Linked DNA regions of Callithrix jacchus: region 2 is linked to region 1. Evidence: chromatin contacts called from public Hi-C data. All regions are on one chromosome and are shown on one strand. The core of a region is the stretch at or near the end of the contact, and the rest is flanking DNA. Distances in the headings are between cores, read along the strand shown. Region 1 holds the start of NDUFC1 (NADH:ubiquinone oxidoreductase subunit C1). Region 2 overlaps NOCT (nocturnin).

Region 1 (2,700 bases), core at 129-2,628:
GCAAAAGCTTCGTCAGGACAAGCTTCCAAAGGGTGGTGTAGAAAGGATATTCAACTGACAGGTTGCTGAGTGGACAAGAAGCCAATAAGTTGAGAACCAACAACTGGCTCAGCGTTAGGCAGTTTACTTTACTTGCTTGAGCTTGAATCCAGGAGGCTCAATCGAGGTTACAGACTAAAGTGACTCACAGTTTAGCAATGTTAAAATGAGCCAAAAAACACAGTGCAATTAATTGACTTTTTGGTCAGTAATTTTTGGTTTAAAAAAAGATTTTAAAATAACACTGCTGAAAAGAATATAGGAGATTTGCTAACATTTATTTTGGTTTTAAAGTTAACCTAAATGACATAAGGATTATCTTTAAAGGGTCAAAATATATTGGTCTGTTGCCTGTACATATTTTTACTGGTCTTTAGACATCAGATTGAACTGAATTGAATGCACAAAGATCTGGCTCAGTTGTGCAAGATAAAACCTCTTCCTCAAAACAATGTCTTTAATAGGCAAAACCAAATAAATTGTTTACGACTACCAGACACTTATCTAAGCTTCTCAACAACCCTATAAGGTTTATGTTACAGTTGTAAAATTTAGGTAAAGAGAGGTTAAGTAATTTGCCTAGAAATCGTAGAGCTAAAAAGTGGTAAGCAGAATGGCTTTGAACGCTGATCTACATCTTATGGTCTAGGGTTGCCCAAGTCTGTTAGGTGACTCACGAGGATCACTAGATCTGGGGTCAGAAGACCTCAAACTGTATCTCTCCTCTGCCAGCCGTGTGATCTTGAGCCTCTCCAAGGCACTTTCACTTCTAAAATACGGAAATTCTACTTCACAGGTTTGTGAAGCTTCATTATGATCGTGAGTGTAAATGGTAAGTGTTACGAGATTTTCAACTATAAAATATATGTCATCTTGGGTGAGTAGCTGTCTTCTTTGACCTTCATCTGTAAATTGAGGCTAATAATCATGGCATGATATGCGCTCGTTGTGAAGATGAAATAAGACAATGACTATAAACCATATGATACATTAATGCACCGTGCCTGGACCACAGAATTCAATCCAAACTCTAGTTATTATTCAGCACGACACTTCATTTTCTTTTTCTGGCTCATTAGGAAAATTTTAATAAACCTCTTGATGAGTAGCCTTAGAGATGGGATGAAAAAACCCCAGAGGACAGAGGATAGGTAAACTTTCCTTTTCTTTTAATTACATTCTTCCTAATTCCACTTTTTAGACAGAAGGCTGAGGCCGGGGTGCTGGGGAACCTTGCCGTACTGGGATTCCAGTTGACACCCCGACGAAGCTTGGCTGCAGAGCCCCCGAGTCCCGCACTTCCGCCCGCCAGGCGGCGCTGGTTCTGACGCCGACTCCCGGAGAGACCAAGGCCGGCGACTTAAGATGGCGCTGTCTGCGTTGCTGCGTCCCTTCTCCCGGCTGCTGGCCCCTGCCAAGCTCCCGAGCCGCTGTGAGTGTCCCTCCTCTTGCAGGCCAACTCGACCCTCAGATTAACCCTCCTAAGACGGACCCAGCCCGCGGGTGCAGGACGCGGCAGCGGCCCGGGCTCGTCCTGCAGTGACCTTCGGCTGCCAGCTGCCCAGGCCTACTTCCCATCACCTGCCTCGTGCACTTATCCAAGTGCGACCTGACCACTCTTGGCCTTTGTAAATGGACTTTGGGTCCCTGCCTTTCCCAGCTCTGCACGTTCGGTCCCGTAGACAGGGAGAGGAGACACCCTCCCCGGGGCGCCCCCTAGCGCACTCCGGAGTCGTCTGAGGGTCTGCAAGCCCTTAAACGAGGCTTTGAAGGCGTCGGGCAGGACTGGTGCGACCTGTCTAATTCTGCCAGTGGCCCTAGGCGAGTTACTTGACCTCTCTGAACCTCTATTTCCTTGGCTGTTTAAGTGGGTGATGGGTGAGTTGAACGGAGAGTTAAACGCGATAATACGCCCATAGATATTAGGGTTTTTTCCCTACAAGGCAGTAAATTACAGATTTACAGACACTCTGCCCTTTCAGCTTCAGCGCGGTCGAAGTTCTACGTTCGAGACCCTCCGAATGCCAAACCTGACTGGCTGAAAGTTGGGTTGTCCGTGGGCACCAGCGTCTTCTTGTGGGTCTATGTAAGTACTTTACTACCGGATGTCGTGAGACTATGCCAACATAGTAGGAGAATGAGATAGCATTGCGAGATTGGTGCTGTTACGTTGTATGGCAGTGAAACTCTACTAGCAGGAGGATATTTATATAATCGCTGATAACATAATTATCCGTAAGGAAAATCCCAAGGACTAAAAAGAAATTAAGATTTCGGCAACATTGAAAAAGTGTGATGGGACTGAAATTTCTGTTACTGTTTCTTAACATGATTTTGTAAGGAATAGCAGTTTTACTAAATAGTAATTATACTTTATTAATGAGAATTGAGGCTGATTGGAGTTCTATGAAGGCAACTTTTTCAGATGCTGTACAAAGTTGTACAAACCAGCGGTGTGCAAGTGTACAAATTGAATCCCAGTAGACTTCCAAAACATTAGGTTTTAATCAATGTTTGTTTAAATACTCTGTTGGAAATTGTACTTAGCATGTAGTGACCTTTTTAAAAATTTTTTCACGTCACATGCTTCACACATAAACTTGTATTTAATCATTTCAACAACACTATGTGGTACCTACTATTGTTGACCCGTTACAGATA
Region 2 (2,898 bases), core at 267-2,766, 280 kb after region 1:
TTTGTCTCAAAACAAAAAAAGTGTCCACTTTCCAGCTGAGCAACCAGAAGGATACAGCTACCAACTACAGTGTTTGGGAAGACTTGACAGGGTTTACAGAAAATAGGAGTTCAACAATTCCATGACTGACATTCAGGAGAGAGTTACAACGTGGAAACAAACATTGGGAGATGTTAATGCACAGAAAACACTGAATTGAGTTAGAGAGAAAGGAGATCAAAGGATTGAGATTTGGAAAATCTGCAAAAGCCATGTAAAATGAGAAGCAGAACATGAGCTGGGCACCATGGCTTACGCCTGTAATCCCAGCACTTTGGGAGGCTGAGGTGGCAAGATCGCTTATGCCAAGGAGTTTGAGACCAGCCTGGGCAACATGGTGAAAGCCTGTCTCTACAAAAAATACAAAAATTAGCTGGGTGTGATGGCTGCACCTATAGTCCCCGCTACTTGCGGGGCTGAGGAGGATCACTTGAGCCCAGGCATTCAAAACTGCAGTGAGCTATGAACACGCCACTGCACTCCAGCCTGGGTGACACAGCAAGACCTTAACAACAGCACAACAGCAAACAAACCAGGGCTAAGAGGATTAATAACAAAATAAATACTATATGGACTTTGCATATTATTTGTATACTTACAGTACAGTGCCAAGGCTTACTAAGAACCACCTAGGGGCTGGGCACAGTGGCTCAGGCTTGTAATCCCAGCACTTTGGGCGTGGGTGGATCATCAGGTCAGGAGTTTGAGACCAGCTGACCAACATGGTGAAACTCCATCTCAACTAAAAATACAAAAATCAGCTGGGCGTGGTGGCGTGCGCCTGTATGTAGTGCCAGCTACTTGAGAGGCTGAGCCAGGAGAATCACTTTAACTGGGAGGCGGAGGTTGCAATGAGCCAAGATCGTGCCACTGCACTCAAGCCTGGGTGACAAGACAAGACTCTGTCTCAAAAAAAAAAAAAAAAAAAGGAACCACCTAGGGACTGTAATGTAGTAAGCCTATTTATTTATATTTGTAAACTAAAAAAGACTGAAGATTGAGGGGGCACCTATCTCTTCCCCTCATGGAGGCAGAGGTTGCAGGGAGCCAAGATTGCACCACTGCACTCCAGCATGGGCTACAAGTGCAAAAATCCATCTCAAAAAACCCAGAAAAACCCAGAAAAAAACCCAGAAAACTCCCACAAGAGGGCTAATCACAAATATATTTGAATATATGTATGCCCTTAATACTACCAATTACTACACACTTCTAAGGCAATCTAGGCAGATCACAATTCAAGTTCCTGAGAGTTTTCCATACATAAGGAAAACAGTCGGGCTGCAATGAAACATCTGCACATCAATAAGTAGAATGTTGGATGACCACCGCAAGAGTCGAAACCCATATTGACTGGGCCCACCATTCCAGGCTGTCCTAACAGCACTCAGGAATCACACAGGGCGGACTGCTCTCCACAGCTCCAACAGGATTCCTTCTCTAGCCGCCCAGCAATTGCCTGTTCTAGGCTTTGCCCAAATCATTCAGCATCTAATTACTTCTCTCACAATTAGTTTTAGCTTAGTATCTTGAAACGGCGGCCTAGTAAAAATGCTGCTTAAAAACAGATTATCTTGAGTAGGCACCAGGAAACCTTGAAGCACACACAACACACAAAACCGTAAGCCAAAACAGCACAAGACGGTATCGCTGAAACAGCAATCCAATGCTGCCATCTACTGGCCATGTGTGTTGAACCACCTCACAAAACTATGCTAATAGTAGCTGATTTTCATTAGCATCTTAGAATAGGTTCCAGAATAACTGGCCACCTTCAATAGAAGCGAGTGAAAATTCACACAAGATAATCACAAATATAAAGCAGCCTGGATGTTGGATATACAACATACTTAATATGCACTGAAGGAATCAATAAGGATTTATAACCACCAGGCTTAGCTCTATGGATCAACCAATGGCTCTTTTCCTTACACCTGGTCCATTTTTCCTACTTAGGGTATCCTTGGATATTTGAACTACAATCTCGGTTCTTTACTCACGAGACTTTAAGCCTCCTAAGGACAGGGACTGTTTCCCTTATTTATAACTTCCCCCAGGATCCAGCTTGTCCAAGAAATTCTGTGAAACGCTGACAGAGGAACAACTTTCATTGGTGGAGCATTTAATGGTACACCAATCATTTTTACATGCTGTAATCAGTTACCTGCTCAAGAACCCCTTGGCCATTATTTACACCACTTTATAGATAAGAACATTAAGGTTCAGAAGTGTGAGTGTCCTAAGTCACCATTCAACATAACTCTAGGCCAGGCGTATGGTGGCTCATGCCTGTAATCTCAGCACTTTGGGAGGCCAAGGTGGATCACCTGAGGTCAGGAGTTCGAGACCAGTCTGGCCAACATGGCGAAATCCCATCTCTACTAAGAATACAAAAAAATTTAGCTGGGTGTGGTGGCAGATGCCTGAAATCTCAGCTACTCGGGAGGCTGAGGCATGAGAATCACCTGAACACTGGATGCGGAGGTTGCGGTAAGCTGAGATTGTGCCATTGCCCTCCGGCCTGGGCAACAGGAGCAAAATTCCATCTCAAAAAAAAAAGGCCATTATTAACATTAGAGATAATGTACCAGCCTGCTTCCATATATTTTCATTATTCTGTCCCAAATCTGGTGAAGTAGGTATCATATTCACCACTTTCCAGGCATGGATCAGCTAACTCCACAGGTTTCTCTAGATTGCACAACTAGTAAGGGGGCTGGCCCTAGAGAAAGGTACCTGCACTTTGGACTGCTGCTCATCAGCCTCTAGCCATGCTGACACCGCATCAGGGCACCTGCAATGCAGCTGTCCTGCCTGGTCCCAGGCACACACAGCAGCCCATTCTGCACGCCAGGAAGA

Evidence for each region. A called contact is a pair of places that touch in the nucleus more often than the background predicts.
Region 2: a contact with region 1 is called in a Hi-C map of skeletal muscle, with 5 times the contacts expected there. The contact joins the enhancer-like site here to the promoter of NDUFC1 in region 1. A contact is called at or near these places in 2 of 3 Hi-C or Micro-C datasets (both in skeletal muscle).

Annotation. Positions count from the first base shown.
Region 1 is chr3:57,693,782-57,696,481 of calJac240_pri, forward strand. It overlaps NDUFC1 (NADH:ubiquinone oxidoreductase subunit C1), which reads left to right and starts at 1,379. Exons shown (of 4, transcript XM_002745347.6): 1 at 1,379-1,471; 2 at 2,022-2,125. The coding sequence starts at 1,405.
Region 2 is chr3:57,974,150-57,977,047 of calJac240_pri, forward strand. The region is part of intron 1 of NOCT (nocturnin); the gene reads right to left. Among named protein-coding and RNA genes, the nearest start is that of NOCT, 11 kb to the right of the region's middle. Within about 2 kb of position 1,517, at least 2 of the 16 cell types and tissues checked have an H3K27ac peak or open chromatin away from gene starts, as enhancers often do. A contact at or near this core is called in skeletal muscle, where this site is marked.